Regions from separate parts of the Gossypium hirsutum genome. Here region 2 is linked to region 1. A link is a contact called in public Hi-C data. All regions are on one chromosome and are shown on one strand. The core of a region is the stretch at or near the end of the contact, and the rest is flanking DNA. Distances in the headings are between cores, read along the strand shown. Region 1 holds the start of LOC107910291 (60S ribosomal protein L38). Region 2 holds the start of LOC107910163.

Region 1 (7,838 bases), core at 3,331-5,830:
TGGTTTTGACACTTTAATTTGTTTTATGTTTGTTTTGATTGATGAATGTGTTGGTATACCTTATTTAGACACTTTGGTTTATTCGGCACTGTGATTCTGAATTTTTCTAAAGGATTTTGATTGGTATAGTTGGTTTGTTTTGCATACAATGTACTGAAGTAGCTAAAATTCCATTTTTTATTGGTGTTGGTAACAGTGGTTTTGGGGTCACAAATCAGACGAGTAAGTCCGTAAATATTATTATTTAATATTTATGAGTCAAATATAGTATTGTATTAAATTTTGATTTGATAATTTTTGTTATTTGAATGAATAGTTAAGTTCATGTGGTTTTGGAAAATGAGGTATCGGGACCTCCTTTCTATATACAGAGCCCGTAAATATTTTTATTAAATATTTACGGAGTGATTATATAGTTGTATTAAAGTTTGGTGCAGAAATTTTAATATTTGAATAGTTAATTAAAGAAAAAAGACTAAATTGTAAAAATCTTAAAACTTAATCGCTATTAGTTTACTTGAGTCAAATAGCTATGGAACCATGGTTTGAGGGATTTAAATGGTATTTAATCCATAATTAATCATAGTGGACGGTTTGTGTTGTCTTTATTATGATAATATGATAATTTTATATTTACATAATAATAAAACATAAAACATGAAAAAAGGTGTCGTCATCTTCTCTCATTTTATTTTTCTCTTAATCGAATGCATCATTCAAGAAGGGAAGCCATTTTTGTTTGATGGAAGCTTTTGGCCTTTGCATGTCCAAGGTCCGTTTTTAGTAATTTTATATTTTTGAGATAGTTGCAATTTAATCTAGCTAACCCATGGACTAATTTGTAAAACTATTAAATGTTTTCATTTATGTCATTGATGAATTTATGATGCTTTTGAAGTTTGATGGTAGATTCATAAGCTTAATAGTTAAAAAGGATTATTTTCTAAAGTGGCTTTGGTTAATTTTAAAGTTTAAGGACTAATTTGTTAAAATAATAAAGTTGCATGAGGTTCTTGTGAAAAGGTGATAAATATGGGTTGTATAGGGATTATAGGAAATTTGACTAGCATGAATTGGGATTAAATGTGGTTAATTTGAAATTTTTGGGTTTAGGGACTAAATTGCATAAAGGGTAAAATGTTGGGTAATTTTGTAAATTTATAATGAAAGAGATTATAAGCTTAAGTTTAATTATTTGAGTTGTTTGAATTGATTAATTGAGTGAAAATTATTATTTAGATCAAAAAACGAATCAATCGGACTCAAATCGTGAAAAAGCTAAGTTAACGGACTAGTCGTCGGCATTGTATTCGTAACCATTTTTGTCTAGGTAAGTTCGTACGTTGAATTAACTTATTAATTGCTACTTTTGGAGGTATGTTAATTATTATTCATGTTAGGCATAGTTAAATTTGTTGATAAATGGCAATTAGTTACTTGGATTAAATTATGGAATTAGTTAATTGATGAGTATGTTTGAAAAAAGAGAAATACATGAATGTATGCTTGAAATGGTATAATGTGAATAAAGATATAAGATTTGAACATGATATGTGGCTCGTATGAACCTCGTGAATGCCAAGGATACAAATGACATGTAATTAAGGATATTATAGTTCAGGTGCAGGTCTTGGATGTCTTATTGATGGCTGAGGTCCTACATTTATTGTGGATTCTCCATAGCTCGTATGAGCAACATCGTGTAGGTTACATCCCAACCCACAACTCGTGTGAGCAGGCCCATTTCACAGCTTGTGTGAGCAAATACAGTTACAGTTACAAACACACTTTGTGTGAGCATTGTTCCCGCGTATCCGACGTTATTTCATTTGGTTCATCGGGTGTTAAATGTATAAAATGAAACTAAATATATGAAACGATTATATAGAATTAAACATTGAATAGAGAAATTTATATGAATTATTGAAACGAAATGTGATATACAGAATCATTATGTGTTAAATGTGTGAATGAAATGTTTAGATGAAATGGTTATACGAAACGTTTATATGGACATAGATATATGAAACAGTTATATGAAGTGTTTATATGAAATATTTATTGGAATATAGACATGTGAAAAGAGACATTTGAAATGAATACTTGAAATAAAGATATTAAATGTTAAATGAATATGTGATGGTTGGTTAATGTACGAAATGTGTTTTTGGGTATATGTTTGCTAACATGATAAAGTTACATGTTTTATATATGAACTCATTAACCTTGTGGGACTTGTGATGTGTATAGGTAATTATAAAGTTTAAGTTTATTACGAACAAACTAAGCTTTACGCAAGCTTACCTTGTTTTGGTTTTCTTCTTTGTAGATAGTCAGATTTGAGTTGTCAATTGGATTGCTTTTGGAGATTACACTATTCGTTCAACGATTCAGTATAAATTGTGATTATTTTGATTTAGGTTATAAATGACATGTACTAGGAGTTTTAAAGTTTACTTGTTCATAATTTTGTTGTTTTATGTTTAGGTTATGAAATGTTGTGAAAGTGTTTCTTATTTGGTACTTTTGGCATAGCTTTGTTCATGTATGCATAAATGAGTTGAACCATGCCTTGAGAAATTGGTTTGAAATGTGGTAAGATGCTGTTGTATAGATAATAGTTACATGTTTATGATTGATGAATGTGAAATGGTTTAAACTTTGAATTGTGGTGCCAATGAGGGCACATTGGTTAGACACTTAAGTTGAACGATACATGATATATATATTGACCTATTTCGGTATGTTTTAGTGTGCTTTGAATAGGTGAATATGAATGGAGATGGTATGGCTTGAAACATAAGAAATGGTAGTTGAAATAGCTTGATTTTGAAGTCATTTTTGGTGCACACGGACTATCACACGGCCGTGTGCCACAGACGGTCACCCCACACGGCCATGTGGTCTATTAAATTTTAAGTGCAGGATTTTTCACACAGTTCAAGAATGTTACACGGCCTGGCAACATAGTCGTGTGACCCTATTTTCAAATTGTACACGGTTTGAGGACACAAGCGTGTAGAGTGGCACCACATGGCCTCAGCCATGTCACATGGTCGTGTTTTCCATATTTTTCTGTTTTGTTTCAGATTAGTCCTTACTTGTTTCTAAATTGATTTTTAGGTTCCGTAGGCCCGATTTAAGTTCTGTTTTCACATATATACTATGAATAATGATTGGCTATTGATTTATGATGATTAAATTAAACTCTTAATTGTTTTGATTTATTATTGGACTTGTTAATCGTCGTAGCATCCAGTAACCTTAATCCGGTGACGGAGACGGGTTAGGGATGTTACATCCAATGTGTTGGTATTGCGTTGGATGCATATTTAGTACATTTAGTTACATTTTGATGTATGTTTGGATGTTATATTTCAACCTAAAAATTGGAAATATGGGCTTGAGTATTATACCTCTTGATTTGAGTATTGGAACTCAAACTCTTGTTCCAATACCTTCGCAAACAATAGCCATAAACTTGTAACTAGTGAGGTAAGTATTAGTACATGGCTTGAATAAGGATACTCCAAGCTAAAAATTGGTACATCTATTAGGAGGATTAGTATTCCAAAATATCGAAGTTTATAGTTTCAAAAAATTGAGCCCAATCTAAAGTTATTCTAATCTAAGTCAGGATATATTATAATTGTTAGTTAGATTTGTGCTTTATAATGATTAATTCTAATTTATTTGAATAATAATTATTTGTGGTTGTAACTTTAAAAAATAAAAAAAATCATACCAATAGTCCCTAACCTTTGTTTAAAATTACATTTTAACACTCAACTTTTAAAAGTTATGTAATAGTCACTAACATTATCGAGTTGTTATATTTTGGCCACTCGTCTATTAACTTTCATTAACGGGAATTAAATCCCATCAAAAAAGAAAATTATTATTTTTGTGAATGGATTATTTAATAATTATTTTATGAATTTTCAAATAATTTTTATTTTTGGGAAATTTTTTAATATTTTTAGAATTTGTATTAATTTTTTATAGATTTTAATTATTTTTGTAATTTAAATATTTTTAAGAACAATTTTAAAAGTATCAAAATGATATTTTAGTTATAATTCAAGGGACAATTTAATTATTAACCCTTTGAATTACCGTGTCACGTTATCCTCTTAAAAAAGTCAACAGACAAGTGGCCAAAATGTAACAACTTAATAACGTTAATGATTATTATATAACTTTTAAAAGTTAAATGATCAAAATATAAATTTAAACAAAATTTAGGGGTTATTGGAATAATTTACCCTACTCTCTCTACTTTGTATGGATAATGGAAAAGAGTAATTAAATTACAAAGTAAAAAAAGTGGTTATTGATCTTAACAATTTGGTTAACAAATTTTTCACACTCGCTCTTGGTCATCCTCCATAAGCAAAGCTTAAACCCGGTCCATTAAACCTTTGAGACTGGTTTTATAATGTTAAGAAAAAAAAAATTTTATATTTATAATTTTTAAAGTATAATTGACTATTAAAATAAAATAAAAAATTTTAAAATAAAAAACTAAAAATTTGAATGTGTTTTCTTAATAAATATAAAATCCGGTCCAATTTAGGTTTGAGTCCGGCTTAAACCCAATTGTCTTCTTTCTCTAAGCTTCAGCTATAACCAACTAAGCAATGTTATTCCATTTGTAGCCCAATAGTTAAAGCCTGCCCGATAAACATTTATAATTTACAAGGGAAATTTTCTAGGGTTTTGTCATGGGCCTATATATTAATTGAATATAGAAGAAATTAGGGTTTGGTGCTATCTTCTTGTTTGTGTTTTACAGAAGTCAGGAAGCTCTCCACAAAGCTTCTACCGAAAATGGTAAAACCGGATTTTCTCTCTTCAATCATCTCCTTAGATCTCTGAATCTGTTCTTTTCTGATGCTCTATCTGTCATAGTTGTATTTTCTGATGATAATTTATGCTTCAGATGCTTGTTCTTGGTTTGTGTTGTTCTGTTTTTTTGGCTTCCTTGATGCAGATTTCAATTTTTCTTTTGAATTTGTGTTTAGGAAGGTAACTGAGGGGCTTTTTTTTTTTGGCTTTACGTGTTCTAGAGATTTCAGAACTGTGATAACTATCACTTTCAGTTGATAGTTTTCTCAATTTGCATTGTTCAATTATTTTTGGATGAATTATTTTGCAAATTTGTTCATGTACAAAGTATAATGCCTCTATTTAGCACAGGTGTTTTTTTAAGCGCTTTGCTGGAACTTTGCAAGTTAATATGAAAGTGTTTTTCTTTGTATTAAAAGATCAAGTTGTTTTGAGGTTCTACAAGTTCTAGGATAATGAATTTGTAAGAAACTTCAATCATTGTATCAGTTGTTCGTGTTTTTAACATGAATCGATTGTCTGCTGTTGAATGATTTATTGTTTCCATCTTGGTGTTTTCTCCTTACCATTTGATCCATCTTAGGATTTCTGGTTGTATAGACTCTTGAATAATAATTTCCATGCTCGGGTCTGACTCCTCATTGGTATGATAGGTTGTACCATTTAAATGCTTTTAGACATTGTTATAAGGTTCATGTATCCTTATCAAAATTTTGAATACCTTTTAGCTGATTATGTGAATCCAAGATATAGATACATACCAGTGGCTGGAACCAATATCACAAGGAAGTATGTAATGCGATCAATCAATTTATGTCCATTTATTTCATAATTGCAATGTCATCAAAGGACTTGTATAGATAATGAGAAAAAAAGTCAGTAGTAATTGGAATGGTCAGTGGAAATGAGATGGTTGAACCTAGCATAAAAGTTAAAGTACTCGCATATGTTGTTACTCAATCCTGTATCTAATGCTCATATGCAAGCACTGGTTTATTTTATAGGTTTCTGTATTAAATGAATGTTTTTTCTTTTGTGCAGCCGAAGCAAATTCATGAGATCAAGGACTTCCTTCTCACTGCCAGAAGGAAAGATGCACGCTCTGTAAAAATCAAGAAGAGCAAAGACTTTGTCAAGTTCAAAGTTCGCTGCTCAAAGTACTTGTATACACACTGTGTGTCCGATGCTGAGAAGGCTGATAAGTTGAAGCAGTCTCTTCCTCCAGGTAAAAAACCATACATGTTTGCAGAGCCTTTTTCTTTTTTGGATTGAACTAGCGGAATGAACAAATAAAATGTTAAAATCATAAATGCTAGATAAGTAGCAGAAACAAACCATTGTTCTTGACCGCATTTCTCTTTTGGCTTGGGCTTGCAGGTTTGAGTGTCCAGGACCTGTGAAAATAGGGCCGCTTCGAGTTTATCATCCAATTACTAGGTGAAAGCTAGATTTTGACTTTGCTTTTATCATATTTCATGCCTTTCAAACTCAAAATTTACTGTAATGGATTTGTATTCTGGTTATTTTTATGGATATGAGTAAGGTCGAGTTACTTTTTAATGGTTAATGAATGTGTTTTGCTTTTGGTTGTCCTATGCTCTATGTTTTTTCATCTTCTGGAAAACTGAAGATCTCTCACTTCTGCAAGTTTATGTTGTTTAGACTTGTGTCTATCCAGATATGAGTATGGATATTTTCTAAATACGAAAAAATTGAACATATTCATATCAGATGCATAGTCGATTGATGAGCCAAGGAAGAAAATATTTAAGTATATTTGGTTTGGATCAATTGTAGGTTTTATTTAAATTTTCTGTTTTGGTTGGGATGTTTTTGTTCTGGTTATTCTCTATTAAAGAGGGTTTTTTTTTTTAATTTTGTGTTATAACACATTTAGTCCTCAAAATTGGTATATTCAATCAATTTGATCTTAATTCTAAATATTTCAACAAATTTAACCTTCCATATTTATAAATTTTAACAATTTCATCCTTAAACGCATATCAGAATTAAAACTAGTAAAACAGTTGATGACGAGGGTCGTCTTGTATTTCGAGACTCTAAACTGGTTGAGGACTAAATTTCTTGTGGTCTTCTTCCAGTTATGTTTTCAAAACGTCATCAGTAACAGTGAACCATTAGTTTTCACATGCAAAAGTATAATTTCAATTTTTTATGAAGATGTGTTTCAAGATCAAAACCGTGGGTTAAATTTGTTGAAATATTTATAATTGGAATTAGATTGATATAATGTAAGTGTTGAAGATTAAATGTGTTTAAAATATTTATATATGTCAAATATGAACTAAATTAAAATATAATGAAAGTGTTGAGGATTAAATCTAATAATTATTTGTTTTATGTAAGAAATTTTCTATCATTAAATATATACTAATGTATACTATTTTTAATAAATATGATAAAGATGTATTCATGACAAGTACAAAGACAAAATGTGCTATGAAAAGTACGATAAATTACTTTAATTTTACACTAATGTAAAATGCATTTGGTTAAAAATATGAATTAGTTTCTGTACTTTGTAAAAATTAAGTTTTAGCCTATGTAAAGTTAAAAATTAAGTCTTACTTTTTTTTTATCTAAAAACTTAGTCGAATCATTTACCTTGTTAGTATTTTGTCTCAAAATTTATCAATTTAGTATATTGATTAGGCCGTATTCATATCATGTGACATATGATTGATAGAAAATAAATAAATTGATAAATTTTTACAGAAATTATCAACAGTGATAATGATTGAAATAAAATTTTTAAATTAAAAAATTAAATTTTAAACTTTTAAATAACTAAATTTCAAAATTAATACAACTACATTTTAACCGTTGCATTAAGGACGATGTCATGCGGCAGCACAAATAAAAACATGCGCAGCAACAGAACCCTTCCAAATTAAAAAAAAAAAAATAGCAAACTTACTGCAAGATTAAATGCTTATTCTTTCGCATAAACTTAACCCTATGCTTGGATT
Region 2 (7,838 bases), core at 2,937-5,436, 210 kb after region 1:
GTTCTCATAAGTAATGGTCTAGATATTAATCAGAGGTGTTCAATCAACAATTTCTCTAAACCATTATGCGCATAAATAACAAACTTTTACAAAAGTTTTTCAAACTCAATCAATAAAAGACTGAGATATAAACTTATCAGTATTAGCAAGATGAATTGTCTTAATTGCATGATATGAAATTAATTATTTAAATAAGCAATCTTGCAAACGACATGTTGCAAGTTGATAACACATACGTGATTATTTTGTAGATGCATTTACCAAAATCATATAATATCAAAATCATCCACATGGTGGATGAATGAGCTCATATTCATTTCAGAAATGCAAGACATTAAATCTCAATTTTAGCTAGTAAATTTCTAATAATCAATTTTCATTGAGAACAAGCAACAAATGAGAATTTTTTAAATTAAAGAATCTTCTAATTCTTTAATGAATGTCCATATGAATTCTCAATTATGACCCAGGATGGTCTAACTGGTCACGCCAAATAGTAAATGCATTCATATCAGTAAACTTCTGGTTTACTTCAACATGCATTTCAATTGTACTAAATTGTAATAAATTGATAATTTTACTATCATTCTTTTTACTTTTTATTCACATATAAGTACTATTGTGACATTTACTACTGGAAATGTCTAAATCAATGTGAAGTCTATAATGCCACTAAGTCAATAAATATAATTTCCAAATAATTATATGCAATATTTGTTTTAAGAAATATGTCAAAATCTTCAAATGCCAAGTATTTAGTCTAGTGGTATGATTCTTACTTCGGATGCGAGAAGTCTCGAGTTCAATTCAAAATACTTTAAAAACCCTTTTAACAAGAGTTTTGCATAATCAGTTAAATATCAAGAATGATTGCCTAGGTCCTGTATAGAAACAAGCATATTTTAAATATATCAATAAACGCCACATCTTAAACATAAAAATATGACATAATGAAAAAATAGCAAATTTTTCATAACCATTATCATAAACATGTATGAAATTTAATTCAAAATACAATTAACACATAGAACTTTTCATTTACAATTTCTCATGGTATTTCTCTAAATAATTAACAAATAAAATAATATAAAACATATGAACTAAATCAAATCTGAATAGCCATAAAATTCATTGGTTTGTTAATATAAATTTGCATACCAGATATGTTTTAATCAAATATATTATTTAATTATAAAACCTACTATAGCAACATAAATAAATTAGTTAATATTCATTTTCATAAACAAATAAGATGCACATTTGAATCATGAAAATTTGAATAAGTTCTCTCTTGTAAGGTTCTCATCAGTAATATTTTTCCACGTTATTTTAATTGAAAACTTATTTTGAATACTGTAAGGTTATACTCACAGTTTTAAAATTTTGTAACTTCAGGTGCATCCAACCATGATGAGCTTTAGATAGAATTATCATATTCTATTGCTCACATTTTTCTTTTAAATTATTCCAGAATTTAAGTAGATCTTTCATAGTCAAATATTTTGCTTTCAACCCCTTAGTGGGGATGATGACAAAAGAAGATCACAAAGATAGTCACAATCAATTCAATTTAATAACAAGAGTAATCAATAACTCAATCCTCCCTTTTTCTTCATCTTTTCAAAATAGATATTTATGGCAATAGTGATTCATATGAAATATAATTTTTTTCCTCATTCACAATCTCAATATGAAACCCATTACAATGAATATCTTTTAAAACCGATGCATTAACCATCACAAATTTTGTTCTTTTAGATATTGATATATTAACTCTTTTGGAGCTTTCAACTAATTTTGTACTATCAAATATTGAAATAATATATATTTTTTGTTTTAGTACAAGATAAGATAAATATTTTCTATCTGTAATGATAGAATTCATTACTACATTCTCATATTCTTCCTTAAAGAATATTAACATAAACAAAATATTTGGCCAATAATCTTTCATATTACATTAATAATATAAGTTATCTTTACCCTTTGAAGAGTTATCTTGAGAACTCTCATTGTTCTCTTATTTATTACTATATTCCCACTTTTAGTTGTCCATGATTATATATTTTATTTTCTTTATGTTTGTATTCACTTTGAGGAATGCAACAAGTATGGTAGGACAAACTTCTAAACACCTCCATTATTTTTTATTTCATAATCACCATCGCAAAATATGCGTGGATTTCAAATCAAAATCTATCTATCATGATTAGTCTCCAATTATAATAAACATGATATAATAAATAAATCATAGTAAAATATACCTGAGATTCTTTAACATTATTATTATCATCTTGACTATTATCAAGAGTACTATTACAAGTAGTAAAACAACTTTGTTTTCATAATAACATTTATAATATAATAGTAAAAAATTATTTAATAAACAAAATCAAAATTTTCATGTACGATGCTTAAAAGTTATCCTATACACATTGTATCAAATTTCAATACCACATATATGTTATAAAATCTTATGATGCTCTAATCAAATATTTATAAATTCATTTTAAAAGATATAATACAATAATTTCAAGCATATTTAATAACAATAATTTAATCATGAACAATTTTAATAATCCAAATATCATACATACTATAATTTAATAAAAGAATCATAGTTTAAAAGAAACCTTAAAGTAATAATATTTTTCATAAAATAATTTTACCAAAAATCAATCAACAAAGGAGAAAAACATACCATATAATGATTATATTAAATTTCTTTGCATAATGATTACCCATAATGCACATGCCTCAAGTGAAGGCTGAAATAACAGTAGCTCTAAAAGGCAATCAACAACAGCTTGAGTAGCAAATTTGAGTGATTGGTTATTGCATTGGTTGTTGCTTGAAAGGGGTAAGGCTTGGTGAAAGGGAAAATTTTTTGTGACTAACGGAGAAAAATAATTAAAAGAGAATTGTGCTAATAACGTACTATAAAATAAAAAGACAGAAAGTAAAGAACAAAGAAAATAGGAGAGAAAAAGAGAGAGCGTATTTTATTGATCAATGAGAATATTTACAAAGCTTCTCCAAACTTATCGTGATTTTGATGGACATCCACTTAATAATATATTCATAACACTATCAACTAATGAGCTGTTTTTTGAGCCAATTCTTGATACCAATGATTTTATCTTGAAACTTTATTTCCTTTTCTTTTTCTATTAGTTTTCTTCTAAATATAATATTTTATAATCCTTTGATTGATAAAATTTTGACTAAATCAATGAAAAAACCTGAAAAAAACTTTATATTTATTATTGTTGTTAACAATATGATATTTCCTTCGAGGTACATAGAAATAATCCTCGAAGTTGGTCCTTGAAATTGAAATTAAACGAGAGTTAAAAATATTACTTTGAAAAATTTAATTGTTTAATCAATAATTATAAAAAAATTATGTATTTTTAATCAAAAATTGAAAGAATTAATTGAATTTCCTTTTGTTACATTGATAATGATTTTTTTTAATTTTATAAACTGATTAAGAGATTATTAAGTTATTTATTTATTTTTATTTTTTAAAAATTTTAAATCCACAATCAGCAATACATATAACTGATGATCTGATTTAGTGTAAAATCATTTACTAAATTAATTAAAACAAAATTATGCTAGCTAGAGTGAAAATTTATTTTTTAAAATATTAAATTATTTATATAATTTTATTATATATTATATTTTTAAAATTTGTATTTTCTATTATTTTTAATGATGTTTAGTTAAATTCTAATACTAACTTCTTACAAATATAAAAAAAGGTTACGTATCGAATTGAATAATTTCAACCATAAATAAAACAATTAATAGATATGGAATGCCTCTATTTTAAAAGCTGAAAGCATAAGTTAAGAAGTTTGAGAATAAAACTGATAGAATTTGTAAATATTAAGGGTTAAATTTATTGAATTATTTAGAATTATAATTAGGTTGATAGAATAAGTAAGTATTGAAGACTAAATGTGTTATTATACCGACTAGAAAAGGACTTTATGTAATCAATTTGATGGTGGGTGACCAAAATAAAAACGAATTAAAACATTAGTGTCTAAATTGAAAAATTTTAAAGTTAATTGATCAAAACAGGAATACGAATATAGTTGAGTGACGTTTTCTTTAGTTTACCCTATTTTTTCAATATAATTTTTATTTTATTAAATAATTTTTTAATAATTTTCATGGACTGAATTTGTCATGGAGTTTCGAGTTCACGTGAAATCATCTCACCTAATAACAGCTAACTCCTATAACAACTAAATAGTGAAAAAAAATTGCGGCGATATGGCGTTATGATATATATGAGAGTACGAAATGAACAACAAACGATAACAGTAAAAATATCTTTTAGGACTTTTTAAAGACAAAGTGGGACTGCTGTTGTAAGGATTCTTCCCTGTTCTTCTCTGTGTCTGTTTTTCTTTTCTTCCTCTAACCATAATGTCTCCAAATCTCCTCATTTCCTCATCGATTCTTTCTTCTTTTACTTCAGGTATTTGTTTACTTTACCTTTTATTTTTATTTTTATATATATGCTGCCATTTTATTTCTTCTTAGTTGTGTCCTCTACCCCAACAAAACACCACTAATCTCTGCTCTTTCCTCAGATCTTCCCAATTTCTTGGCTTTTACTCCAAATGGAGATCTGGGTATCGTTTGTTTTTGTGGTTCAGCCTGTAAATTTGCTTCTTTTATTGTTAAAAATGGAAGGTTTTGATATTCTTATACTACAAAAGTTACAATCATTTGGTTTGTTTTTGAAAAAAGTTAAAAATGTAGTCGAAATCTTATAATTTGGACTCTAGGCAGAAAAGAGAAGTTCCTTTAGGTGAGCTCATTAAGCTTGTATATAAGTTTCCTTCTTAGATCTGCTCCATTTGATCAATTCTTGGTGAACAATTAGAATAGGTATCCGTTGTTTCTTTGATTTGGACTGCAAAATTGGTTCTCCAGATTTTAGCTGAATGTAGTAGGAGTGTCTTCTTTATTGTATGATGCCTTTCTTAGAGAGTTGTGAAAGTCTATATCTTTTAGTCAGTAGGAATTCCATTTTGGGCTGTGTTCTTTTTTCAGAAAATACTGTAAAAAGATTAACTTTCTAATATTGGATAAGAATTCTCATAATTTTGGAGCTCTTTATGGCCGGTTATTGGATCTTGTCCCCTTTCCTTGATTTTGTTTGAATGTTGATCTGGGTGATTGATTTTGGTTCTTTATGTGGTTGATGACTGGAATGGTACTTGTTACATGCTTTTATGGAAATTTGAAATGGTGATTCTCTATCAAAATATGAGTACTTTGACTTAATTGATCCTGTTAATTCCTAAGAAACTGTGCAATAGGGGATAAAGACGGCCTTCCTTTAGCATTTTTCTCACAGCTTTGGATTCTCATTCTCTTCTATGCCTTCAGATCCTTTTCTTTCTATTGTCTTCCGTACAAAATCAAGATGTGTTTATATTTACCCGGGTTTGAATGTGGTTGTTTGATAGATGTCTGGTTCGTGAACTTGTTTTCCTCTCTCACTCTCTGAATTTACATGCATGCATATCTATATATTGGCATTATATGATGCCATATGCTTTATGAGTTACAAGGAATACATTCCTATTGGCTAAGACTCCACTAAATTATGTATAATAAGAATTTAACAATGGAAGTATGTTTGTATTGCTTTGCTTTCATTGTTTTAGTGAGTAGGGATAACTATACCTTTTTACTTGATTTAATTAAAGCTATGACATTTATTTCCTTTCCTTTCAGGTGTTTCACAACTTTCTAGTGGTTATCTTTTCTTGAATACCTTCAGCTTTTATCTTGAGATTTAATATTTTCTTGTCCTTCTGCCAGATTTTTTCAACCATGTTAGCCAAAGGGGTAGGGGCTTCAAACCTTGGTTCTTTGTTTGATTGTAGGTTACATTTTGAAGCCCTTTCCGTCCTGATCACTAATATTTTTCAGTCATAAGCTTTCTGGGATTCATTGAGTTAAGCAGTTCTTTATCCAGTTTGTGTAGCTGTGCTGAAATGTGAAGTCAGCCCGTCTAATCCAAGATTTGGAGTTGGTCCCTGTTTTGGATTCTTTGTTCAAGGACATGTTTCTGTTGTGCTTTACTTGCTTGGTTTTATAAATAAAGTTGTGTTGCCTTTGTGACGGTGATACAGTAATGCTATAATCTCAAGTAAATTAAATCTAACAAGCTGTTGAGGGACATCGTAGAACCTTTGGATTTTATAGCGTCAAATGAGTAATCTTAATTTCTATTTCTGTGTTGATATTTAGCAAGCAATGGTATATCTAAAAAGCTGTAATAATGGAAGTGTTCTTGGTTAATTGCTATGAACTGGAATTTTCATGGAGTTCGTTTTCTTTTTTACAATAAGACTCTGTTTATGTGATTCTTCCTTGTCAAACTCTTGTCAAAGATACTTGCTTTCAAGTCTTATCCTTTATTTGGCAAAAGAAGTCCTATCCTTAAGTGACAGTGGTGTAATCATTTTGATGTTTGTTGTAATTTGTCTAATCTTCTTTGAGATCCTGCTAATTGAATTTGCATGTTTCTGCCATCGAATGCTTTGATCATCCTCCAGATTTTCATCTTATTATTGTGTTTTGCCCTTATACAAGATCCTATCTGTTTAGCTAAAAATCTTCCTGCACTAGCACAAATGAAAATCTTAGATAAAATCTAGGTATGAAACCCTGATGCTGCTTCCATATATGTTCAAGAAATTTTGCTTGAATAATTATGTTTTATCATGCATGATATTCATCTATGCTCTCCTTTCTACTGCTATACATGTTTTGTGTTGTTTGCCTCGTTCCTGTCAATCAGCTAGTCACCTTTTGATACCTAGTCTGTGACAAATCCCATATATATATTTCCTATATCATTCGAATGGACCAACCCCTTTCTGCTTTCTGTTTTTGCAGGGTGGCTTTGAGCTTCTTATGCGCGCAGTTGTTAGCAGTAGTTTTTGTGTGATATTTTGGTACCAGCATTCTACATAGGAAGCTAGATGGGTTCTAGATTCCCATCTCATAAGCTTCGCAATGGGCTTTATGTATCAGGCAGACCAGAACAGCCTAAAGAAAGGACTCCAACCATGAGTTCGGTGGCCATGCCCTATACTGGTGGAGATATTAAGAAGTCCGGAGAACTGGGGAAGATGTTTGATATCCCTATGGATGGTTCTAAGTCCCGGAAATCTGGGCCTATAAATACTGTTCCTTCAAGGACTGGATCTTTTGGGGGTGCTGCTTCAAATTCTGGACCAATCATGCCTAATGCAGCGCCTCGGGCAGGCTATACCACATCAGGTCCTGGTGCCACTGGAGGCATGTCCAGCTCAGCATCATTAAAGAAGTCAAACAACTCTGGACCACTGAATAGACATGGAGATCCTGTAAAGAAATCATCAGGTCCACAATCCGGTGGAGTAATGCCGAGTGGACGTCAAAATTCTGGTCCTATTCCTCCTGTTCTCCCTGCAACAGGCCTTATTACGTCTGGACCAATCTCTTCAGGCCCATTGAATTCCTCTGGGGTTCCTCGGAAAGTATCTGGTCCCCTGGAATCTTTGGGATCAATGAAAGTACAAGGTTCTGCCGTTCATAATCAGGCTGTCAATGTTCTTAGCCAAGATGATGACTTTTCTTTCAGGAGGAACTTCCCGAAACCAATATTTTGGGCACTGATACTGCTTTTCGTAATGGGTTTCATTGCTGGTGGTTTTATTTTTGCGGCAGTTCACAACGTCATTCTCCTTCTTGTTGTTGTGGTTCTTTTCAGTGCTGTCACTGCATTATATGTTTGGAACTCTTGTTGGAGGAGA

The links. A called contact is a pair of places that touch in the nucleus more often than the background predicts.
Region 2: a Hi-C map of leaf shows a contact between it and region 1, with 1.9 times the contacts expected there. The contact joins the promoter of LOC107910163 here to the promoter of LOC107910291 in region 1. A contact is called at or near these places in 2 of 34 Hi-C or Micro-C datasets (both in leaf).

What each region holds. Positions count from the first base shown.
Region 1 is chrD02:31,179,715-31,187,552 of Gossypium_hirsutum_v2.1, forward strand. LOC107910291 (60S ribosomal protein L38) reads left to right here and starts at 4,581. Exons shown (of 3, transcript XM_016838098.2): 1 at 4,581-4,833; 2 at 5,890-6,073; 3 at 6,226-6,441. The coding sequence starts at 4,831. The coding sequence ends at 6,248.
Region 2 is chrD02:31,387,213-31,395,050 of Gossypium_hirsutum_v2.1, forward strand. LOC107910163 reads left to right here and starts at 4,187. Exons shown (of 5, transcript XM_041089345.1): 1 at 4,187-4,385; 2 at 6,937-7,838. The coding sequence starts at 7,023.